Regions from separate parts of the Mus musculus genome. Here all the other regions are linked to region 4. A link is a contact called in public HiChIP or PLAC-seq, Micro-C and promoter capture Hi-C data. All regions are on one chromosome and are shown on one strand. Each heading gives the region's core, a stretch centred on a gene start, on an enhancer-like site or on the middle of the called end of the contact. The rest is flanking DNA. Distances are from core to core; before and after follow the strand shown.

What was found. Promoter capture Hi-C pulls out the DNA fragments that hold promoters and counts their contacts. Hi-C and Micro-C count contacts between places; a contact is called where the count stands out from the background. HiChIP or PLAC-seq counts read pairs in DNA pulled down with a chosen protein or histone mark. Capture Hi-C pulls out chosen DNA fragments and counts their contacts.
Region 1: a contact with region 4 is called in a promoter capture Hi-C map of liver, with 2.1 times the contacts expected there. The contact joins the promoter of Fam83a here to the promoter of Rnf139 in region 4. A contact is called at or near these places in 11 of 39 promoter capture datasets (the 3T3-L1 cell line, 3T3-L1-derived adipocytes, the C10 cell line and 7 more), 2 of 484 Hi-C or Micro-C datasets (CD4 T cells and forebrain), 4 of 115 datasets of contacts at active chromatin or transcription factors (cardiomyocytes, embryonic stem cells, extraembryonic endoderm stem cells and 1 more) and 2 of 9 other capture datasets (adipose tissue and liver).
Region 2: a contact with region 4 is called in an H3K27ac HiChIP or PLAC-seq map of microglia, with 5 times the contacts expected there. The contact joins the enhancer-like site here to the promoter of Rnf139 in region 4. A contact is called at or near these places in 4 of 39 promoter capture datasets (hippocampal neurons, liver and pre-B cells), 1 of 484 Hi-C or Micro-C datasets (frontal cortex) and 2 of 115 datasets of contacts at active chromatin or transcription factors (embryonic forebrain and microglia).
Region 3: a contact with region 4 is called in a Micro-C map of embryonic stem cells, with 7 times the contacts expected there. The contact joins the promoter of Zhx1 here to the promoter of Rnf139 in region 4. A contact is called at or near these places in 13 of 39 promoter capture datasets (the 3T3-L1 cell line, the C10 cell line, cranial neural crest and 8 more), 6 of 484 Hi-C or Micro-C datasets (cerebral cortex, embryonic stem cells, muscle stem cells and 1 more), 6 of 115 datasets of contacts at active chromatin or transcription factors (the SCID.adh cell line, bone marrow-derived macrophages, effector CD8 T cells and 3 more) and 1 of 9 other capture datasets (liver).
Region 5: a contact with region 4 is called in an H3K27ac HiChIP or PLAC-seq map of microglia, with 5 times the contacts expected there. The contact joins the promoter of Tbc1d31 here to the promoter of Rnf139 in region 4. A contact is called at or near these places in 6 of 39 promoter capture datasets (the C10 cell line, HPC-7-derived erythroid cells, embryonic stem cells and 3 more), 5 of 115 datasets of contacts at active chromatin or transcription factors (the SCID.adh cell line, astrocytes, bone marrow-derived macrophages and 2 more) and 2 of 9 other capture datasets (adipose tissue and liver).
Region 6: a promoter capture Hi-C map of pre-B cells shows a contact between it and region 4, with 4 times the contacts expected there. The contact joins the enhancer-like site here to the promoter of Rnf139 in region 4. A contact is called at or near these places in 7 of 39 promoter capture datasets (the 3T3-L1 cell line, the C10 cell line, embryonic stem cells and 3 more) and 2 of 115 datasets of contacts at active chromatin or transcription factors (large pre-B cells and pancreatic cancer cells).
Region 7: a contact with region 4 is called in a promoter capture Hi-C map of pre-B cells, with 3 times the contacts expected there. The contact joins the promoter of 9130401M01Rik here to the promoter of Rnf139 in region 4. A contact is called at or near these places in 9 of 39 promoter capture datasets (the 3T3-L1 cell line, 3T3-L1-derived adipocytes, the C10 cell line and 4 more), 1 of 484 Hi-C or Micro-C datasets (frontal cortex) and 1 of 115 datasets of contacts at active chromatin or transcription factors (embryonic forebrain).

The regions. Positions count from the first base shown.
Region 1 is chr15:57,984,156-57,987,405 of GRCm38.p6, reverse strand. Fam83a (family with sequence similarity 83, member A) reads right to left here and starts at 1,503. Exons shown (of 4, transcript NM_173862.2): 1 at 865-1,503. The coding sequence starts at 1,344.
Region 2 is chr15:58,013,834-58,017,161 of GRCm38.p6, reverse strand. No RefSeq gene overlaps it. Among named protein-coding and RNA genes, the nearest start is that of 9130401M01Rik, 19 kb to the left of the region's middle. Within about 2 kb of position 1,726, at least 50 of the 459 cell types and tissues checked have an H3K27ac peak or open chromatin away from gene starts, as enhancers often do. A contact at or near this core is called in microglia, where this site is marked.
Region 3 is chr15:58,074,514-58,077,846 of GRCm38.p6, reverse strand. It overlaps Zhx1 (zinc fingers and homeoboxes 1), which reads left to right and starts at 1,339. Exons shown (of 4, transcript NM_009572.4): 1 at 1,339-1,690.
Region 4 is chr15:58,887,288-58,890,583 of GRCm38.p6, reverse strand. It overlaps Rnf139 (ring finger protein 139), which reads right to left and starts at 1,355. Exons shown (of 2, transcript NM_175226.4): 1 at 1,090-1,355. The coding sequence starts at 1,270. It also overlaps a transcript of Tatdn1 not described here.
Region 5 is chr15:57,910,656-57,914,168 of GRCm38.p6, reverse strand. It overlaps Tbc1d31 (TBC1 domain family, member 31), which reads right to left and starts at 1,970. Exons shown (of 21, transcript NM_001081396.2): 1 at 1,778-1,970. The coding sequence starts at 1,854.
Region 6 is chr15:59,824,774-59,828,167 of GRCm38.p6, reverse strand. Gm36819 (a long non-coding RNA gene) reads right to left here. Exons shown (of 3, transcript XR_384128.2): 2 at 977-1,046; 3 at 1-7. Among named protein-coding and RNA genes, the nearest start is that of Gm36819, 3.1 kb to the right of the region's middle. Within about 2 kb of position 1,872, at least 42 of the 459 cell types and tissues checked have an H3K27ac peak or open chromatin away from gene starts, as enhancers often do. A contact at or near this core is called in pre-B cells, where this site is marked.
Region 7 is chr15:58,032,317-58,035,552 of GRCm38.p6, reverse strand. 9130401M01Rik (RIKEN cDNA 9130401M01 gene) reads left to right here and starts at 1,259. Exons shown (of 6, transcript NM_029418.4): 1 at 1,259-1,469. The coding sequence starts at 1,353.

The DNA of each region.
Region 1 (3,250 bases), core at 254-2,753, 900 kb after region 4:
TGGGGCATCTATGCTAAACAGGCCCTCTACCACAGAGCCACACCCCCAACCGTGGATGACAGATTTCTCTCCTCCTTGGAGTTCACTTTCTCTCCCTTGCCCCTCTGCAGTTTCAGGAAAGAGGGATGGGTACCCACAACCCTGTGTACTTGGGAAAAAAAGAGATAGCAGAGAGTAACCCTCTCTACCCAGCCCCCAGTTGACACTGGCAACCACTGCAGACATGCAGAGGCACTGGGAACTCCTGCCCCATTGGCCCCAATGCCTGAGGTCCTGTCAGCTGAGGCCCTGTTCAGAAGGACTTTCCAGAGTCTAAGTAAAACATGGGCTGTCCGGGGAGAGGGGAATTTTCTCTGACCCTCTCCCTGCCTCACTTTCTGCTTCGATAGAGCTGCCTGATACAGGGGCTACAGGGTGACCTGTGGGCAACTAGATCTAAATAGAGGCTGAGAGGACAAAAGGACAAGGATATGTCCTAGTGAAGTCCCCTCGCCCATTCATCTGGAAGCACTAACGAAAAAAGAGCACGAACCGGAGTGAAAAGCAGGGATGGTTCAGGGACAGACAGAGTCTCCAAAGTCCTGAAGCCAGAGGCCAGAGGCTTGAGAATATGCAGGGGACTCGGGGGTGAGTGGCAAGCAGTAGGAAAAAGGAGTTGGGGAGCCAAGGAAGGGATTTATCCTTCCCACACGAGAGACTATAGTGCCAGGGATAGGTGCTAGTGGCGCAGGACCCAGGTTGTATAGGGATCAAGGGTCTGTGCTCCTGGGCAAGCCTGTGAAAACAGCATGCAAGCCCCTAGCTCTATCTAATCCCCGCTCCATCCCGCACAGCACTAGGCAGACCTCAGCTCTGCGTGGGTACCTGGCTGGCCCGGGAGATGCAGCGGCGGACCAAATCTCTGATGTTGTTGTGTTTGTCCATTTGGAAGTAGATGGTGGCACTGGACTTTTCCTTCAGGTAGGGCTTCTCAGCCAAAGTCCAGGTGTGCAGCAGAGCTGGCTCACTGCCTTCCGAAGCCACAGGGAAGTAGGTACCTGATTGTAAAGAGCAGGAGTCCAGTCCTCTGGGTCCTGACTCAGCCCCTCCGGCAGAATCGGGGGCATCAGGGGGCTCCTTGGCCTGGGCCTGGATGTACTGGGCCTCCGCTGAGGACAGGAAGTCTACCTCTCCTTCCTGACTGAGGGCGCGCCAGTAAGCCTCTGGACCGCCATCCAAGAGGGCATCTGTGGCCAGCCGGGCGCTCTCATTATCACTGAAGTCAGCTCTGGCTGGCCGGGTCCACTGGTTCTTGACATCTTCCAGACGTTTCCGGATCTTGCCCACATGCCTTGACCGACTCATGCTGCTGTGTTGCTCAGTCGTGGAGGGGTGGCCAACCGCGGAGCTCTTCCAGACGTAGGAAGAATGCGGACGACACCAGGGAGGAATAGGGCTCCCAGTATTCCTAGGAAGCTATGGGCTTCCCATACTGGCTTGCCGAGTTCCTTCCTCCCCTCTTGCCTACTTGGAGAAATGGTTCTCACTGCCCCAACAATGCTTCTTGGGGATCCTCACCTGCAGCCCAGGGATTGGCTTATCTCCGAGAGCCACCACCCTGCCCACAAGTCAGAGGGCTGGATCAGTCATTGCCTTGGCACAGTCAACCATGGGATATTTCCTCCGCTTCAGCCTCAGGCTGAGCCGGCTTTCCCACTTGGTTGCACAACACTGAGGGCCTGGAACCCTCCGGCCTTTGTTACAGTGAGGAGCTACTCCTCCAGCCCCACAGAACCAGCCCAAGGGATAGACAGGAGCAAGGAGGACTGGGCACAGGTCCCCTTTGTGCTCCCTGGCTCAAACTCCGTTGGGTTCATATAAGGCCAACGAGAACTTCCCCAGGAACCCCCTCTTTTTCTTGCCCACCCCTTCCCTGTCCCGTGAAAGAGTGTCTGTCTAGTATTTGCTATTGACCTGTTTGTTCAGTCTGCACAGAGTTCCTAGGTCTGGGCAGTGTGCTGACCGTTTGGGGAGTATGGCTGCAAGTCAGGCTACTATTTCGTGGCCTGGGAACCCATAGGATCCATGTCGGGGCTGGAGGAGGGGTGCCATCTGTGAATGAACTCTGTGACCTCTGAGGAAGTAACCTGTGCTTTCTCTTCAGACCAGGTCCCAGACAGCTGTGGGATGGAACATCTGGAAGCCTGACTGGCTTCGATTGGGCTCCGCAGGAAACAGGCTAGGAAGAGGAGCTGAGCGCAGGCATCTTGGAAGAGGACTCCAGAAAGCAAAAGTGGAGAGGGCCATGGGGAGTTGAACGGCACAGGAAAAAGATGCTTGTCTTGGGCAGGTTGACTCGTGGGATGAGGTAGTGACCATCTGGAGTTCATGAACATGATAGGACACATGGGGGTGGGGGTTCGGTTCACTGAGAACTGTGTGATAGGAGAGTCACAGCCCAGTGTTCCTACCTGCCAGCCTGTCTAGGGCCTCTCATGCCGGGTTTACCCCAGCAGCCGGCCCGCCCGAGAGCCCACTGAGTGCTTGTGGTAACAAAGCTGCAGTTGGTTACAGGAAGCTCTAACTGCGGGAGGGATGACACCGGGGCACAGAAGCCTGGCACTGGCAGTGCCTGCTAAGGACCTGTGCCAGGGAAATCCAATCTTGTGCTGTCAAGGAGCCAGAACCCGGGAAGAGCCTGATGCCTCTGGGCCATTGCCACTCTCCGAAGGAAGGCAGAGCTAGACTTCTAGGACCGTAGAGAAGTGGCCCAGGTGACTTGGTCCAGCAGGATGGTCTCAGTGTTTAAATCAGAGTGCAATTCAAAAACAAGAAAAGCAATTTAAAAAGGAACGTCTTTCCTCTTAGGACAGACTACGAAGGAACCCAATTCGCAATCTCAGACAAGCCTCCCCTTGTTCTAGCTTCTCTCCTCCCTTGGTCCCTGTTCCCCGAGGACAAACCCATTAATCCCTCCTTGGCTCTCTGCCCTCTCTCTTCTTGCTCCTGGAAGTGGACCTGCTCCTCTCTCCCACAGCCTCCTCCCTCTTCCTCATTCCTGGGTCCCGCTTGGTTCATTCTCAACACTCTCTGATTTTTTTACGTTTCCTCAGTCCCCTTCCAGTGAGACAGACCCCAGGCAGAGGGAACACCCCATGGGATTTGCTATCCACGCCAAGGGGTATTTTGTGCCTCCCCGACTTGATACTGTCTGGAATGACCCATGCAATCTCTTCCATACTTGGCAGTCCTGGAACACTAAGGCAAACTA
Region 2 (3,328 bases), core at 477-2,976, 870 kb after region 4:
TGGAGGAATCCTGTCTCGACTGTGGAGGGGTGGCTCTTTCTATTGTGTTTGGCTTCAGCTGACTAGATGAAGCCCGAGCACAGTAAGAAGGGATCTCTGCTTTCCCACGTCTAGCAGTTAATCCCATCCAGACACACCTAGGATGATGTCTTCCCAGTTAACTGGGCATCCCACAGTCTAGTCATGTCAACACATAACATAAACCGTTAAAGCTCACCCGCTTATCATCTTGCTCCCATTTCCAGCTCCTTAAACTCCCACTCCAGTTTCCGTTTCCACGAGTATACGCGGAAGGGTATTCAGGGACATGCATGGTGAAGTAATCTTGTGGGTTTCCTTTTCCTTTTTCTTTTTTTTGTAATTGTGAGTGACAAAATTCCTATTTTAAAAAAAAAAACCTTTAAGGGAAAAAGACTGTGTTTTGGATTTTAGAGGTTACAGGGTATAGTAAGCTGGTGTGGTTTCTGTGAGGTAAAACATTACAGTGGAAGGATATGATAGAACAGCCTTATGGCAGTCAGGAAGGAGAGAGAGAGAGAGAGAGAGAGAGAGAGAGAGAGAGAGAGAGAGAGAGAGAGAGAGAGAGGCTGAGGCCAAGGCAAGGTACTCCTTCAAAGCCATGCCCTCTGTTAGTTGCTCTCCTATGGCTGTGACAAGAAACCATGATCCAGATAACTTCTCGAGGGAAGTTTATTTGGATTATGCTTCCAGATGGCAGAAAGAAAGGAGGAGCAGCCATGGTGACTGAAACAGCAGCTGAAGGTTCACGTCTTACACCGCAGGCCGACAGAGAGCAGAGAGCATGCTGGGAATGGTCCGAGGCTCTCCTGGTGCCGTACATCCTTCAGTGAGGTCAAGCATTGGTTGATCATAGCCCGCCTGGAACCAATCACGTGAGGAAAAGCCTGACAGAGATACCGAGAGGTGTGCTTTACCAGTCTCCTCTGTGCCTTTTGGTCCAAGCTAAGGATCACCACAGGTGGTGTAGGGCAGGAGCCTTCTGGGACTCAGGTGGTAGCTTGAGCTGTGACTCCAGATCTGTAAGAGTATAAATTGCTTGCTGTTGAGGTGCCCCAGGCATGGTATTTATGGCACAGTAGTTCCAGGCCTGTCCTGTCCCCTGGGAGGACATGTTCACACCCTCTTTGTTCCTCTCCTGCCCATTTGGCTAGGGATGTACCATCTTCCCTGCCTTCAGAGTTTGCCTGGCTTCTTTCTCTGCACCCGTGGGAAGCCAAGGGAGAGGCCTGGACCGTGCTGCTCAGGGGAGGCAGGAGACCTGATCTCACCTATGTCAGTGCGAACCTCTAGAAATCTGTTTCCAAGCCAGGGTCCCCAGGGTAGAAGGCAGAGACTCTCTCTCCGGTGGGGAAGACAGCGAAGTGGTCCTCCCTCAGCCCTGTGCACACGTGGGACCACTGTCCTACTGGCTGTCTCCTCAGGACTTCTGTTCAGCACACTCTGAAGCGTGGCCCAGCCTCCTTCACCCCCTCTGCAGAGGAAGGATGGCTGGGTGCTCTTAGAAGAACCAACCACATCTGCCTTGGAGCAACAGTGAAGAGGGGTTGCATCTCTGCTTGCTACCTCGAGTGTGTGCAATGTTTACATTCCTAATGACAGTTTTTTTTGACACACAACACTCTCGAGGAGGAAGCTGAGAAAGTGACTGGCAGTTTCTCTGTGTCCAACAGCATCTTGGATCAAGTCCAGAGAAGGGAGCGTTTGAAGAAGCTGCTCTGTCACGTGGATGGTGGGCCGGCGGGGCAAGCGGTGAAGGCACACAAAGGTGGAAGTTCCTTGGCTTGTCCTGTTGAAGCAGTCTTGGGGTGTCACAATGGCCCTGCAGGAATGAGGCTTCCCACGAGCACTCAGCTGAGGAGCCGTGGTGACACACGGGGTCTAAGCAGGGCATTGCTACTACCCTGCTGGGGCCGGTGGGGACACTGATGGTCTCTGGGCTCTGACAGTGCAGGTGGAGCAATACACGATCAGTGTTGTATGCAAACCAGTGACTGTAATGGGCCACTCCAAGGAGAGAGAGGAGGGGTGGGGGAGAGAGATAGAAGATTATAGAAGCATATGGTCATTAGCAGCCACCATGATGTCCGGGCAGTGTGGACCTTCTCTTGGTTAAAGCACTCCCTTCTCTTGGGTCCTCTACAACATAAAAATCCTGCCATTTTCTTCAGGTCTTTCTGGTAACCTTTATAGGGGAAGTACTGCCTACCATCCCTGGATCCTCAGAGCAGAGAGATGTGCCCACTGGGAATGTACAGATGCCATTGTTGAACTTCACTCAGTGGTAGTGACTGTCAGTTAAGGACCGCTCCAGCCACAGGTCCCTAGTGAGGGAAAGCCACAGGTCATTATGACCCCAAGTGGAACTAAAACTAGCAAGAAAACAATAGGGGGTGGGGGATGGGTGTGTGAGCCTTTGTACTCTGTACTGTAAAAATGCATCTACATTCCCTACTGTAGAACAGAAGCTGAACATATACACTATATTAACACCTAAGCATTTACACTGTTAGTGCCCCACGTGTTCTGAGTTAACTCGGCTTCTAGATGGTATAGATGGGGTTGGGACCAGCAGACACGGACGGTATGCAAAACTCCAAGAGTGCGGGGTTTGGAGGTGATGAGAGGGATTTGGGCACAAGCCTCAGAAATGAGTCTGAGAAAAATCCCAGTGCCAGGAGTGGGGTACTCCCCTAGAAGCTATTGGCCAGAGAGTCCCCAAAGCCTCCCCAAAGCATAGGTTTATTGCCATTGCCCACAAGAACTAGATGGTACGATCTTAGTGCTGGTGGCACAGTGCACTTTTGGTTTCTTAGGACAGATAAATCAAGCTGGAACTGACCTGAAGATTTCTTCCCTGCTGGCTCGCTCTCACGGAGCTGAAAGGTATGTGCAGGCTGCAGGTGGTAAGGGTGAGGGAGAAAAGAGACATCGGCTATACCCGTGGCCAACCCTGCATCCTATTAAGGATGTGCTCATTGGTGCAATAGAAGCACAAATGTACAGGGGTAACCAACTGCTTTTGGATTGGATTTGAAGCCTGCTCCATGGGAAGTCATTCATGCCTGATACCATAAATTTTATCAAAGTCAAGACCATAGACCTAAGGCCCTAAGGCTTAGGGAAAACCTACTGCCGTTTTTTTTTGTTTGTTTGTTTTGTTTTTGTTAAGTGGTCATATTGTCATGCTGCATTCTAACTGTTGATGTTTATAGTCATAAATCAGAACTACCTTCAACTTCTCTCTGCAGCGGTCATCAATAAATGCAGAGACTTCTAACTTTTCAAAGTGCTGAGAATAAAATGCTAT
Region 3 (3,333 bases), core at 90-2,589, 810 kb after region 4:
CCTCAAAAAGCAAATGGTTGAATGCATGAACAAAAGGTTGAATATCTGAATTTAAAATATTTTCTTTGTTCAGAGTTAAATCCTAAACTGGGATTCTCAGTGGACCTGGAACTGTCTTTGGGGTGAGCATAAACTGGTGTGTGTGTGTGTAACTTTTTGTCTTGTATTTTTCTTATGAGGGATACATAAATACATTGTGTATTTAAACACATTGTGTATTAAATACATTGTGGAGAATGCATTGTTTTATTTTACTGATGTTAGTACTGTATTATAAATACTTTCCATTAAACCACTTTCTATTAAAAACTACACTGATTTCTTAAATTCTTTGTATAAGTAGTTTGCATTCTGAATTTAGTTTCAAGGGGCTTGAGCGCTATTAATTTTTGTTTTAAGAATGGGCCGAGAGTGGGACAGGGTTGGGTTCCTCTGCTGGTGAGACCATTAAGCCTCAGCATACACAAGTTTTAGAATTTTAGGATGCAACTAAATATTGTGCACGTTGATATCAGCAGCCAGGTCTTCCCTTCATGTAAATGCAGAGTGCAAATTTTCGGGCTGGTGTGGCTTGGTGGAGCTCTGCTATCAAAACACAAAAGGGTCCATGACTGGAATGGGGGTGGGGACTAAACATCCAGGCGCCAAAGAGTTCTCTTACGTCCGTCCGGAGCGGCGAGTACAGGAGCGAACACTCGGAGTGGTTTCCTTTCGCCCTCGTTTGTTATATTCAATGGAACAATGACGAGAGGGCTGAAGGGCAGAGGTGGGGAAGACGCTGAGGTCCTCGGCTGGCCGCGCTGCGGGGCTGGTGCCCACTGCGGAGAGCTCGGCTTCAGTCAGTGGCTCTCCGGGGAAAGAGGGACGGCAGCAGGAAGCAGAGGCGGGAGGCTCCAAGTGGGGCCACACTTAACTTTTCCCGTCCAAAGCTGGAACTACGGGGCTCCTGCTGGACTCGGGCTAGGAAGAGGCGGAGCAGCGGCTGACAGGAGCGCGGGACTGTTGACAGCGGGTGGGGGCGCGGCTGGCATCCAGAGGGCGCTGCCAAGGAGGAGCCGAGAGTGACAGTGGGCGTGGCTTAGGGAGGGGCGGGGCCTTAGGACGCCGGCTCCGGGAGAGATGGGGTTGGTTTCGGAGGACCTAGGCAGTTTCAAGGGAAGAAAGCGACCGAGGTCGCGGGAGGCGGGGTCCGACTTCTGACGACCGCTGGCCGAGCAATCGCTTGAACGGGGCGGAGCCTCGCAGGCCCTGGAGGAGGAGCTTCTCGCGACGGGGCGTGGCTTCTAGTGACAGAGGCGTGGCCCCCTCCTGACAGGGGGCGTGACTCTCCCTGACAGAGGGCGGGGCGGCGCACACCTCCCGCAGCGCCCGGTTCTAGAGGAGCGGCCTGGGTCGCATCCCAGAGGAGCGGCGGAGTCCTCGAGTGGGGTGCCCGGCTCGTCCCCGCCTCGGCTGGCTCCTCCTCGCGGCCCTTGTGGGTTCAGGGAGCGGAGTCTCTCTCGCACCCTGGCCTGGCCTCTCGGCGCTTCTGCCGGGCTGCAGAGCTCCGTGGGGGGCCCCCTCGCGCGAGGGCCCTCCGAGTGGTTCCGGGGTTAGGGTTCACGGGTCAGAGTTGACTCCCTGAAAAGTGCAGTCGCTCTGAAATGCAAGATGGCGGCGGCGAGGCGCTGAGGCGAGGCGGCCCCTGCAGGTAGCTGCGCGAGCGGGCTGGGGACTGGGCCTCGCGGTTGCGGGTGGAACCCGAGCAGGAACTCGCGGCGGGTAGGGAAGCCGAGAGGCGCGGGCGCTGGCGCGACACGGGACGGGGCAGCAGCGGGACACAGACACCCCCCCCCTCTTCGGGACCCAGCCCACGGTGCTGGGGCACGCAAGATCGGACCCGGGGGGAACTGGGCCTGCCCCGCGGCGGGGCGGACGGAGTCGCAGCTCCCGGATTCTCTCGGGGGTTGTCAGAGCGAGGACGGAGCTCTGGGTGGAGGGTTTGGAGGGAAAGCCCCAGCGCCTTGGTTGGGAGAGCACTGAGTAACTTGGGGGCGCAGAGGGGATGGGGAGCCGGTCTCCCTGGGGGGAAGGACGTCTCTGGGACAGCGGACCCTAACTACCGTGCGGGTCCTGGGGAAGATCTCCAGCGTTGGGCCTCCGGAGGCGTGAGGCCACCTCGTGGGGACACGGCGCAGCCCCCCTCTGAAGAGTCAGCCAAGGATCTCCGGCTGGACTGTAGCGCACTGGCTTTGGGGTCGGAGCAACGGGAAACCTCAGCAGAGAAGACTCAGGAGTTGCATCCCCAAGAAGTATAGTGCGAAGTATATTTTGAGGAAGAGCAGGCTTTTAGGGGAGAAGTTCATTAAAGAGGGTGGAAACACACTTGTCTCTGCTTAGGTAGTGGAGCGGGAGTGCAGACTTGGGAGAGCGATGGACCAGAGGAAACTCCAAGCCTTGGGGCTTAAAGGGAATTGGCTAGGAGGGAATAAAAAGGACTGGGGTCTGATGGCAGGAAAGCCGAGCCCTGACTCATTTCTTGTGTATTTACACCGAAGTTCCAAGAGAGGGACTTAGAATTCTTTGTTTCGGTACTCCAAAGGTACCAGTAAGAAACGAACCAAACGGAAGAATAAGATTCTGTTTGCTATCCTTAGCTTACTCTGGGCAAAGCAATTGGAAAACTGAATGTAGAGAAGAAGCATAGATAAAGTAGGAATGCTCACAGTACTTTTCTGTCACTAACCCTTCTCTAAAAGACAAGACCAAAACAAACCAAGAAGAGATAAAATTTAGGAGGAAATTATGAGAAAGGCCGATTGAGAAGTTGTGACATTTTTAGGGTGGGATTCCATGCAATTCGAAGAAGCAATTCTCTCGGAGATTAATATTATGGCAAATGAAAATCCGGAAGGACCACTCCTTCCCCAGGAAAAGACTGTGTATTGTGGGGTACACAAGTACACCTTTCTATTTGTGGTGCTGGTCATTGTATTTCAGAAGTCTTTGTCCTAACACTTTAATTTGTATGCAGTAGTAATTACCTGTTTCTTTTTAAAATGCCTTGAAAAAGTCATTATTTCAAACTGGCAGTGGGGATTAATAGAAGTTTGTTCAAACAAGGCTACTGGCACATAGATTATTTCTAAAGAAGCAATTCTGATTCCAGATTTTAAGCGAAGGAAAGAAAGGCTGAGTGCTGCCAGGGACAGTAGTTGGGTAACAGGGCATATAAGGAAAAGGACATTCATGAATATTTTTTATCTTAGTTTCTCTCTCCATCCTCCAAGCATTTTAAAAGTATACAGACTAATTTTAGGCAAAGTAAAATGCATAATCTTAGATTTTGTTTTG
Region 4 (3,296 bases), core at 106-2,605:
TGTGCACCAGAAACCAAACACCTAACTTCTCCAACCTCATTTCCTCACCTGTAAAGTCTAAATAACACGATCCACCTTTGAGGAGTGACCGACGGATTAGGTAAAACCTGTGAGAATGCTTTCTAGCAGACAAATGTAGAAGAGTTACTGCCAAGAACAAAACTGCTTCTTTATTGACGCTCCTTTTCTGGGAGAATAAGGCAGCAGAGGCGCTCGCACTTCTCAAGGTCTTGGTCAGGACCTCACTACCAGGTACCCGCACCCCCAACCTTTCAATAGCAAGAACCCACCTAAAAACTCATCGTAATGATCTCATCAACAAAACCTGCCAAGCTGTAATTATCTGGAAAAGATCTCTTTATGTGTTTCTCACTTCTGGTATGTAGCACAGAGAGAAATAGAAAGTGAAATATAAAATACTTTTAGCACTCAATCCATATGAAATGAAGACTGATCTTTCTAGTCTCCCACAGATGTCTCATCACCCTGGGATGGTAAGCTTTCATAGTCACATCCAACACCTTATTATTTACTCATAGAAAGAGTTTAGGGGTTCGTTGTAAGTATAACCTTCCTCGCGGTGACTTTTGGAAATGGTTTCAAGGACTGACATTCATGGCTTGAGTGGCCATTTACCTCAAGTACTTCACGATCCGGTGGACTCCAAGACACAGAAGTGACAACGTATTCTGCACTGTGAAATGGGTAGACAGGGGGCTCAAGCTCTGGCTCAAGTCCAAGGTCACACACGGCGAGACCCGGAGAGCTGTTTTTCCAGGGCTGTCGCATAGGACGCTGGAAGCCAGCAGTCATTCCCCAAGAGAAACAGCAGACAGACAGCCGCATGCTCACACAGCCGTGCTTTCTCCTCGCCCATCCAGGTGCCAACCGAGCAGGGCACAGACCCGCCAGCACCACTCAGCTGTCAACGCTGGCACGAGTACCACGGGTCCCCGCACCCCCGCCAAAAGGCCCTCTGGGGAACCAGACCGTGGTTCCCCAAGCCGCGTGCCACCAGTGCCCTGCCGTTCCCGTCGGCCTGGGAGAGGGCACGCCTCGGCCAGCGGGCTAGCCCTACGCCGTCCTTACCAAGGAGCCGGAGAAAGATCTGAAGCCCGATGCAGAACCGGCTTTGGCTGGAATCGTAGTAGGAGTTGAAGATGGCGTCGATGATGTAGAGGCAGGGCACCCGGAGCGCCACTTCGAGCGCCGCCCAGACCTGCTGCTGGGCCATCCGCACCTGCTGCTGCGGGGGCCCCACCGCCGCCATGAGCCGCTGCCACACCGGGGCTGGGCGGGCCGGGCCAGGCAGGGCGGCGCGGGGGAGGCCCGGGGCCGCGGCCGGGGCGGGCGCCGACGAAAGTGGCTCCGCCCCCGGCCGCCTCCTGTCCTGTGTCCCGGCCCGGCCCGCCCCGCCGCCCGCTCGCGTCCCTCGGTGGAGCAGGGGGCGGCGGCAGCGGCTGCCGGGAGGCCTCGGGGCGTCGGTGTTTCCGGCCGGCTAGGGTCTGGCTCCTCCTCCCTCCAGCGCCTCCCCCGCCAGCGGAGCCACCATCTTGACCCCGCCTGCCTCGGCCGTTGCTGCCGTTGCGAGGCCCCCGAGGCGGCGCCCGCGGTCACTCGAGAACGCGGAGCCGGCGCCGCGGCCCTGCGTCACAATCCGGCGCGCCGCGCAGCGTCAGCACGCGGGGCCCGGCGAGCCTCGAGCGTTGCCATGGTCCCCGCCCGCTTCGGCTCGCCTAGCCTCGCCTCGCCTCGCCGCGGGGTGGCGCTCGCGTCGCCGGCCCGCCGCGTCCCAGCGCCCGAGCGCCTGTGAGTGGCTGCCCCTCGGTGTTGGCGTGCCCCGAGCGTGGGATGCTGGGCTACTGCGCACCGACAGTGTTAAATGTCTAGTAGAGCCCAGTGAGTGTCCCTTGAACTCGCCTCGTCCTGCTTGGGAGATGAAAAGCTGGAGGACGCCGCCCTGCCTACCTGCCTCTCCCCACCCAGAGGCCAGGCCTGAGGAATGGCAGGGGAAATAACCTGCGAGGCTGCACAGGGCGATCCCAGCCAGACTTGGCACTGGCCTTGAGTTGTTAGGTGTTGCCAAGAAAAACACACTCGCATCTGTTTACACATCTCCCTCCCTGTCCCCGTGGACGGTCATGCACATTTTATTAATGGCTTCGGAGCCTGACTTACGAGCAAGAACCCAGAACTCTCTGAGGTCTTTGATTTATCCTTGTCCTGGATAAATCCTTAATCAGAGTTGAGCGCATTCTTTCGCCGCTCTTTCTTGCCTATCAGTGGAATTGGTATGACCTGGCTGTTGTTTCTCTGTTCCTTCTCCAGCAAAGGAAGAGAGTAAGGTCAGAGGCTGAACTGTAGACTTAGCTGTTTTGGTTTAAGGAACACAAAATCGCAAACCAGGAAGCCTGGTTGACTTGGGCTCCTAGCTCAAAGCGCACAAGCCAGTTTACAGCAGGACTCTAGAAGTTGGACCTCCCTTCCCACTCCACCCCACACCCGCACAGGGAGGAGGTCTGTAAATAAAATTATCAGACTTTAACAGAACCCTTTTGGGGGAAGGTGTTTGGAGCAGGAAGATGGCACCTCCACCCAGTTTTGTGGTTTGGGCTTTGTTTGCTCACTTTCCCCTCTTCCATCTGTATACGAGGCACTGTAGGCCCCGGTTTTCTTTTACCAAAGCCTCTATATCAGCTATTACGATAGGCATTTGCTCTACCTGTTTTATCAAGGTTGAGACTGGTTTAGATAAAACGAATTGCAAGATCACAAAGGTGCTAACAGGTGGGACTGTGTATGCCCCAGACCAACAAGAATCAAAACCAGAGTTTGAACCTAATGGTATCTTAAAGCTTAAAACTTCGGTTTGTTTTGCTTCTTTCACCCACAGCCAAATTCTGTAACTGAGTCCTATCCTTCCTATAGCCGCTGTCACCATCCTAACTCAAGACCTTTCTCTGGTTTATTTTATTTTTTAAAAGACCACCAGATGGTTACCTTTTCAGATCTACTCTAGAAACTCTGGGTAACTTTCCTAAACTGCATGGCTAGAGACTAACCTTGTGGCTATGACAACGTCCCCAGAGGAAGGCAACCTTAGTGAAAGAATGACACAATCTTACATAGGGAACCTCAGGGATTAAATTAGCTACTCATCCCTCTCTTATTATGCCCCCAGTGTAATTAAAGTCAAAAGAGTGAAGCTCTTACAGAGAAGAGGGTCCAGAAACACTAAAGTAAAAATGTGATAGGAGAGAGGGGGAGAATTGTATTATTACCATTCAAAAATAGAG
Region 5 (3,513 bases), core at 721-3,220, 980 kb after region 4:
TTACAGAAAGATGCTACATGCTACATTGATAAGTGGGTTAAACATTTTCCTCTTGGGCTCACTGGTAAAGCACTTGCCTAAGATATACAAAGCCCTAGGTTGAATCTTCAGCAGTGGAAAAAATTATTTTTCTTCCTGTTTGTCTAAACATAGAGCTTTTTAAACAGATTGATCAGGGATATAGAAAAAAAATCTTACGCTGTTCATCTTTATGGAGTTTCATGGTGTTGAAAGACAAAAATTAATCTTTGCATCGTGGCCCACATCTGGAACCCCAGTGACGGGGCGTTGGAAACATAGACAGTTCCCTGGAGCTAAAGAGATGAGCACTAAGTTCAGTCAGAGTCTATGTCTCAAAAACTAAGGTGAAGAGCACTTAAGGAAGATGCCGATGCTAATCTCTGGGCTTTACAAGCATACCTGCATATACACACATCAACACATACATACATACATACATACATACACATACACATGCACACACACATACACATGCACATGCACACACACACACACACATACATACACACATCAACACACACATGCATACACACACACATATATACATACATACACACATCAACACACACACACACACGTTTTTTATTCTCCTGATATAACTGTCATCCTGGAGGCTTACTGCCTTTTGTTTCTTAACCTAGGCCTAGTCCCCAAAGCTTCTAGCCTCCGGACAACCTAATCTAAACCTAGAATGTTCTCAACCTCTGAGACTTACTGCTGAGTAAGCTCACCCTTTTTAGTTCTTTCTGAGCTCTGCTGGCTGGTTCAACTTAGCTGTCCTGGCTCAAAACTGCTTTCCGAGCTGAAAGGAAAACGCCGAAGAATCTCCACTATTGACAAGATTGTTTATTCAATAGGTCAACGGGTGAATAGCACTGATAAAGGGTGGACAGCCACCAGAAACCACAGTGGCTGGCTGGCTAGTCAAATAAGTGGCTGATCCACTTATAACTGCTTTCAGCTTACAAAAACACTTAGTCTGATTTCTAGGGAAGCAACTAAAAGATAAATAGAAAAGTCTCTTGAGAAACAAACCTCGAGGTATGAACCCAAGTGATACTATGCAGTCCACGCAAACGTAGGTAATCAGAAACACCAAGATCGCTTAGGCAGGCACCATGGGAACCAAAACAAATGGGGGAGGGGGCAAAGACTCCCACTGACGTCACACAAGAGGCTGCGTGTTAAACCCGCTACTCCAAACAGAATAAAAGGAAGCACAGGCGGGTAAAAGTCCCCGCACCAATGACAGGCCCTGCAACACTCACTGCAGAACTTAAGTTTGTTCCAGCGTTGTTCCATAGTGAAAAGCGTGCTTGGCCCACACTAGGCTCTCAACATTACAGGTGTGCAATGTAATGAATGACTTAAGGATGGAGAGCATCGGCTTTTGGAAAGGTAGATGTGCATTGCTTTCTTTGCTCCCATCACCTCCTGGAGTTTTTTTTCCCCCCAACTGGAATAGACATTAATAAATCAAAGCAGGTGGAGTCCTGGCACTCAGCTGAACTGCAAATTCTTTTGCACAAGTCGTAGAGCCTTCTCCTGCCTGCCTCTCACCGTGACCAGGGACCAGATTCTGGGACAACTGCAATCTACGGTTTCCGGAGCTACTTGCTCCTCCTGAGGTCCCAACCCAGGGATGCAGCGCACGGCCAGAGTCAGAATCCCCGGGCCAGCATTCCTCCTCCACGCTTCCCACTTCAGTCTCCCGCAGACCCGCCCCCTCGTCGGTCTCCACAGCCCGCGGCCTCACCCGTCGTGAGTGGCTGGCGATGGCTTGCGGTGCCATATCTTGCCGCTCTCCTTGTTGCCCAGGTCAGTGCTCTGCATGTCGAACCCCGACCCCTACCCCGACTCCGATCCGCGGCTGACCCGGTGAGGGTAACCGTCCCGAGAGCTACCCAGCAGTCCCCGCGCGCCCAACCCGGGAAATTCGAGCGGCCGCCGCGGGGTCTCCGCCCCCAAGGACTGTGCCAATCACGCGGGGGACGCCCCTTCTAGTTACAACCAATCAGGACGGGGATCCGCCCACCTCCGCTCTTGTGGTCCCTCCACTCTGGACAATGGAAACAACCAACGGCTTCTCTCTAGACTCCACCCCTTTTCTGAGGCTTCTAATTCTGCGACCCAAAGGCTTCAGGGAGTTGTAGTTTTCTGAAAACCAAGTCTGGGACTTCAATTCTCTGACACCTATAGGCTCAAACAGACACCAAAAGTGTTTTTCTCCTGAGAGCTTGCTGCCTCCTGCATTTCGTTCTCTATTGCGTTTAGAATAAGAGATTTATAGAAATAACAAAGATGCAAAAGACAAGTTCGTTGAGAAATGGAGGAGTTCCTTTCCTAGAACTTACAGGCACGGCAGAACTCCACAGACCTAAATGAATTCCGCTTTGTTTGGTTTGTTTTTGTTTATTTTTTGCCATACTCATCACGCTTTAATTGCGTAAATTTACAAGATGCTCCCACATTATGGTTTGCAACCCACTCCTCATAATCTAGAAAAGTAAAAAAACGTCAAGAACCAGCTGCACTGGCATCGGAAATCTTTTTCACTTAGCAAAATTCACTCAGTGTTTCTTTAGTGCTTACTACGTGTGGCTGTCCCGCGTGCTTAACAGGCCAACGCACTTAATTCACAGAGAAGCAATTTAGATAATACTTTTAACTCCACTTCAGTGATGTATGAAGTTGCAAGTCGATTTCTAATGAAATCGGTCCACGTTTGGCGTATAAAACAGAAATAATGCCAGGTAGTAGTGGCACACGTCTTCAATCCCAGTACTTGGGAGGCAGAAGCAGGCAGATCTTATGAGGTCAGGCTAGCCTGGTCTACAGAACTAGTTCCAGGATTGCCAGAGTTACACAAAGAAACCCTGTTTCGAAAAACCAAAAACCAAATGAAAAGACCAGAAATGTATTCTCTCAACATTCCGTGTCAACAGAGTCTGGCAACAAAGATTTTCTTCTTTGTCTGGGATAGCCACCTTTTGTTTGTTGCAAATATCTCTTTACTTTTCTCATATATGAAAATAAATGAAAAATCTTAAAGTAAAAATTAAATGAGGTTTTCAAAAGAGAGTGTAAATATTTTTAAGGGAACACGACTTGAGTTCACCACACTGCTAGGAAAGGACCTTTCTCTCCTGATCGGTTTTGAGCTGTAGTCATCTGATGTGTGTATGACTCCTGAGACTTAAGGTGTGTATCCAGACATAGTCAGGCTCTGCCAAAGACTTATCCGATGTGTATGTATGTCTTTCCTTCTTGTTGTTAATGAGGCATGTAATGGTACTTGGTTTATTTATTTATTTATTTGTAATGACACTTGTAACATAGCCTCTGCCCTTTGTCAGCTTCAGTAAGCTTCTTACAACTGCTCCCTCATTAACATAGATCAGCCGCACTTCTGACCCACACCTGCTTCTGTCTCCTGTTCCCTTTGGGGCACTCATGCAAGGCTATTTGAGTCGGTATCTCACAAGGTTCTCT
Region 6 (3,394 bases), core at 623-3,122, 940 kb before region 4:
CCTGGTACTGCGGGGAGTGAATAAAGTCCTGAGTGAATGTTTGTTGGTGACAGGAAAAGGGCCACGAAAGTGGTCACGTCAATGCCACCAATGCCTCAGACTCACGGGAATTAGAAAGCCTTTCCCTGGTGCATGGATATTGGATACTGGCAGAAAATGTCCAGGGCAGCTTCCTCCTCCCGTGTGTTCACAGCCCGAGACTGCTCCCCATAGAGACCCCCACCAAGACTAGTTAAGTCTGCCCTCCTCCTTCAGCTGCATACTACACACTTGTTCAGCTGTGGACAGCCAACCCAGCTCCTTAGTACGGGTGTATGAAATGAACTGCTGAGTTCTATCAGAGCACATGACCCACCTGGTCCCAGCTTTCCTGCGCCTGTGCCTTTGTGCCTGCTTTCTTTTATTCCCTGTTGCCCCAGTCAGGTCAGTCCCTAAGCTGTTCAACTGTGTCCCTTCAAGGACCCATGTCTGTTTACTCTCCCCCTCGTCTCCCAAAGCCAGAGAGCAACGGTTGCCTTTCTGAATGAATAATGCAGCGGCTGCATTACGATCACCCTGCCCTTTGCTAGGCCTTTTGTGGGCTTTGACCTTACATATGCATATAGAGCTGCCATCTTTCCATATCCAGCTTCTGTGGCATGACCATGCTCTGTAAATGCATGGCTTTTACCGTGCAGTTTACTCTTCATATACTGAGCACCTCTGGGCACATGGCTGCCTGCTCAGTGTTCAACAGATGAGAGGTCCTGGAGGCTTGGCTGGCCTTCAGGCCAGAGATCCTGCTGCTAAGAAGGATGCACAGAGCCATCCAGGGTAAAGAAGACTCAAACGCTAGAAAATTAAGGCAAAAGACCATTGTACACCATTCCTCACATTCACATCCCAAGTGTTCTTTGGTTGTGATCACTTGATCTCTGTAGAGAGCTGAGTACCACCATCAGCAGATGGGGAAACTGAGTCTGTGAAGGAGACTTACCCAGGATGGCAGAGCCAGACAGAAGGACAGGGTCCTCTACTCCAATGAGCCAGTCTCAAGAGAGTGGGTCCTAGACAACAAGTAGTTTCAATGGTGTGAAAATGAGAACCACAGTATATTTTTAAAAATCATAAAGAGCTGGCTTCTGTCATGTGACTCACCAGCCCCAGGCCTGCGTGAGGCTGGGGTTGTATTTGTCCCAACACAAAGCTTTTAAGGAATGAATTGCCATGATCCTTGCATTGCGTTTGAAGAAACGCAAGCTCTCTTGGGGAATGGCTAGGTTGCAGGTCACAAGTTACTACACAGAGCCATGGTAGCGCAAGGAATAAGCCCCAAGCCTTCCCTGGGGAGTGGAAACTGCAGAGAGCATGACACATGACTTTTTTTTTTTCAAGGATGCTAACAAAGAGTTCAAACAGAGAAGGCATGTGATACAGAGGTCGGGGGCAGAAGACAGGGTATCCATGGAGAAGCTTGGGAAACGGATCTGCTCTGTCAGGACACTGAGACCATGTGTGAAACACAGCCTTCAAGAGCCTCTTCCCAAGGAGACTGCAGCGCTCTAAAAATGCTCCTGGGGAAGGAAAGCACACCAAATTTCTAATCTGTGGGGGGAGGGAGGGACTCTGAGGAAAAGGAAATGTCCCACCCACTCTTCCATGCACCCCCAACCCCAAGGAATCTGGGCCACCAGAGCAAGACCCTCTGGGTTCTTATTAATGAGCCTGTCGAAGATTCTGCCCAGCGTCCACAGACCGTGGAAATAATTCATAGCGACAGAGCGTGTTTATGTGGGATGACTGCCAACCTCTGGTTTCTTCAGCCTCAGTGCTCCCTCTCGCTCCACTGACCAACCAAGGCCTGTTAGGAGTCTGCCCTCAGCGACAGAAGCCAGAGAACACCCAGATGCTCCCCTCCAGAACCACCTGTCCCCAGCAAGGTCAAAGAAGCCACTCTCTTGGGCTCTGTATGGTCATCGCCCTGGTAACCTAAGAGGTTATTTCTCCCTCCCTAACCCAGTGAAATTCTGAGGGGGCTTTCTGGCTCCTGGTACATTTCTCAGAAATGCACTGGAGAGGCTTGGCATGACCTCAGGGAGAAGGCTAACCAGAACACAGATGCAAAGAGCAGAGCTTGCCTCTTGCCTCAGCCTGCAGAGGCCAAGGCTCAGCCCCAGACTTCCTCACGTCCTCACCCAGAGCCATTACGGGACCTCAGTTCTGGTGTTCTCACAAAGGGGTCCCGAAGAAGACCCACTGAACAGTGTACCATCGCCACCTCTACCACAAAAGCCAAACTCACCCATCAAATGCAAGAAATGGTCAACTGCATCACAGATATGGCAGAGGGGAGCCACCCTCTCTGATTTAAAGTTTCTCGTGAGTCTTGTGATGCCACAAGGGGACACAGCGTGGCATCCATCTCTGCAGGTTGTAAGCTTGTATTTAAACAGGGTTTGTGAGGGTTTTAAAGTCAAGTGTGTCCGCATCAGCCAAGGAAAAGTTCAGGGCATTTGCTCAAACATAGGCAGCAGAGGGATGGCTGAACTGAGAGTGAGGCTTGCTCTGTGACTAATGAGAACTAGGAAAGCTTCTCACGATTCCCTGTGCTGGGAGGTTCACTCATCTCTTGAAAGTGTGAGTTAACCAGCTAAGCATGCTTGTTATACACTCCATGCCAGCTTAGAGAGAAGACCCATCAATATACATATCCACGCAGTTATGAGCATCCAAGGACACACATTGAAAAGTACAAGTGCCGTCAACTATTTCTCATGGTAGTTTTGTTCCATAGAACTGCCATGGATATTTTAGTTATTAAACCATTGCTCCGAGGGGAAACAGAGGGTTAGGCTTTTCATAGCTTCTGCTCGTATCATTTCATCAACCGTCCAAACGCATCCTTATTTTATGTGTTTTTGTGAGCAGCATCTTACTTAATAGACTGGATGCGTTCACGCTGATTTCACAGGCAACAGCGCTGTCTCAGGCTGTATGAAATTTATCTCACATTCACTGAAAAAGTGAGTTGAAAAAGTGTTTTTACAGTATGAACTAAAATGAGAAGCCTTGCTCTACATCCCCAGGAGCATAGATGTGTGCTAGCCCAAATTTCACACCACTGCTGAAGTTCATGAATAGCTGAGGATGTTCTTCAAGAACCTACCTGGGGACCATATACAAACAGTAGCACATAAGAGACTTTGAAAATATACACTCTACATAATAAAAATTGTGTGCATGTACATTTATGTGTACATACATAATAATCGATATGATATAGGTATAGGTGTAAGCTATATTGCATGACTGTGGTCCCGGGATGCAGGCCACCAGGAACCACCCTCTCCAGTGTTCTAGGACCCACTGGTTGGCCTCAATGGCTTTAGAGAGCAGCGCTAGACTTGTCCCTTAG
Region 7 (3,236 bases), core at 10-2,509, 850 kb after region 4:
AAGAACTCCTCCTTGCCCGCCTTTGCTCTGCTCTTCCTCCGCTCCTGGAGCAGAGATCTTGAATACACCCATGACACCCCTTTCACCTCTAAAGCTTTGTGTGCCTTATTTTAATCAATACCCATTTTATAGACTGGGTCACACAGCTAGCGAGCCAAGGCAACAGAGCCACACACACGTGGCTCTTGCAGTCCTTCAGTACTGTGCTGACACAGTTCTGGGCATAGACAGGGCATACTGGGATTAGGGCAAGTATAGCCCTTTTTAGGACATTATTTTTTTCCTGGTGATATTAGGAACTTTTCTTATAATTCTCTATAATATCTGAATTTTTCTTAATAAGAAGTATTGCATTTCTGATGAGAAAACAAAACAAAAACCCCAGGTATTAAAAAAGAACTTCTCTGGATGGATCCCACAGTAGCTACTGCCTGGAGGCTCCCTGCGTGGACTCTTCCAATGAGGCTATTGAATATGCACTGAGTTCCACATTTGGTGAGCCAAGGGCAGATGAATTTTGAAATCCGGGGAGGTGGTTTGGGTTGCCCTGTACGAGTCTGTAGAGTAGAAAATAGGGCTGAAGGAAAAACCCTGGAAGCAACTGGTGGAAGAGGAGCAAGTGTGAGGGCAAATAGAAAAGCTTTATTACTAGCTCCACATTAGTGCTCTATAACACAAGCCAGTGTTTTGTCCACGACCTTTACATTCTAGAGTCAAAACGTTTCTTGAAAGTCTCAAAATTCTGCTAGCCTTGATCCAAGTCTTTAAATTGTGATGTCTAGTTTTTTTAGTAAATGCGTGAAGAGTTCTGGTCTCTTCTTCAGAGACCCTGGGCTTTTGAACAAGTTACCTGACTTCTTCAAGCCCAGTATCTCCTTTTACAAGATAAGAATAACCGGGCTCTTCTCACAGTTATTGGGAAAGAAATTTTAGAAATAAAATGCAAAATAAAATGGGGAGAATACTGTCAGTGGTTTAAAGCTGATACTTACCAAGTTAACTGGCTCTCCAGAGACCACGACTATTCGAGGTACTCAGGAGGAACTCACTCTATCCAGCTCTAGACACAAAGAGGTCAAAACCTTTGTTGGGTGGTTTAGGAGGCCCTGGAGTCAGGCAAGAATTTCTGCTCCACCACGGAAATCCCCAGCCGCTGAAAGACTACCACTCCCAGAATGCAACGCTCCGGCCGACAACCCACCGCTTCCGTGTGGGCGGCGCGCCGGTGCCGCTCTACACTCTACCTTGCCTCGGCAGCCTTGGCGCGGCTGCTGTCGCGCGCTTTGGAGGCTGGGTGATGGGCGTCGCTCTAGGTGTCGCCTCGTTTCGAGGTCCAGTTGCACTTCCGCGCGATGGAGACCGGATGCTGGGTGCTGGGCGGCGAATTTGAGGACTCGGTGTTCGAGCAGAGGCCGGAGCGCCGGCCCGAGCCGCCCTCCCCCTACCGCGCCAAGCTCTGCGAGCCGCAGGTGAGACGGCTGCCCCTCTTGCCGCTCCGCTCTGGAGCCGGCCTGCGGCGAGGCCCACCACCGTCACTGTCCACCCGCCCTGCAACCAAGCACGGCGACTTCACTCTTGTACCCTCGGGTTGTCTGTCTCCGTCCCCCACCCTCAACCCACGTGTCCTGCAGGCGGGCCCGGGCTAGCATCACACGCCCCCTTCCTGCCTCCAGCCCCGCCCAGGTGCTCCGCCGTAGCATCCTTGCAGGCCTGCTGGCTGCCTAGAAGAATAAAATAGTTCCAAGCTAATTATGTTTCATCATTTCCTAGTAATGTATTGAGACTTGGATATGTTATTGTTGAGTTGGGATGGCTAGCTATGTGACTAAATGGTTGCAGAGTGCCGAACCTAACGGTGGCTCAAATACCTCGTCTCGAGTGACCCAGTGTTTAAAGAATAGAACAAAGTTTTTCTTACTGTGATGGCCCAGTAGAAGGAGAGGCACTAATTTAGCACGCTTATGATGAGCCTTGATACTCAGTGAAGTGTATTTCTCAGAATACAACCAAGCTATTACAATGTTAACTGTACTGAGTCAACAGAATTTAGAGACTTTCTTCAGCCTCAGCAGGTTTTATTGTAAAAGAGAATAGGAGATGCTTCTTTGGGGCTGGAAAATTGGGCATGCAGAATGCTTTTCATCCTTTTTTTTTAATTCTTTCTTGGTAGTTACATCTGGATCTCACCTTATGTCCAGTGGGTTTACATCAGAAGAGGTCGTCTTACAGATGTGTCCTCAGATCCTCCAAATCTTTGTCTGGGATGCACAGAAACCTGACTCCAGTTAAAATTTCCTGTGCTCTGTGTGCCTTTGTAGCATTTTTATAATAGGACCATCGCCATAATCACAGTTTCCTACGTCTTGTGCACAATTTTGTCAGTCCCTATTCACTCTCAATTGCTCTAAAAGAAAGCAGATAGCACTTTAAGAGTCACTGGACTGCACTTGGTGATGTCATTTCCAATAACTTCACTGTGGTTGAAACCGTGTGCTTTTATTTATTTTTTAAATCTGTCATTGACATGTATAGACATGTGATCATTACAACTTTTATTTTTTAAAACCACGTTCATTTATTTGTGTGTGGGTGAGAGAGCCATGGCACTGTGTGGCGGTCAGGGGACAAACTGCAGTTGTTGATTCTTTCCTTCCACCACATGGGGCCCATAGATCAAATCAGGTTGTCCGACCTAGTGACAAGTGCCTTTACCCGCCGAGGCATCTCACAGGCCGTCTTATCATTTTAATAAAAATTGGGCTGTCAGAGAGATGGCTCAGCAGGTAAAGTCACCTGCAGCCGAGTTTGATGAACTGTGTTCTATCACCAGAGCTGGAAGAGTAGAAGGAGAGAACCAACCAGCAGTTATGCTCTGACTTCCGTATGTGCTCAGTAGCGTGGATGGGCCCACATACGTATAACATGTATTAAAAATATTTTTTTTAAAATCTGGGCCATCATGAAGATTGTCATTGGTGGCTCAGTGAGTGACGTGTTTGGCGTCTAGCATGAGGATTCATGATTCCTAGCACTCACATAAACTGGGCGTGCCAACCAGCACAGGAAGGCGGAGACAGGAGTACCTTGGGGCTTGCTGGCAGCCGATCTAGCTGACTGGTCCAGTGAGAGACCCTGTCTTGAGGTAACAAGATTGAGACTGATTGAGACAACTAATGTTGATCTCTGGCCCGCACACCACATGGGGATGCACACATTTACTGCGCATGTAAACGTAT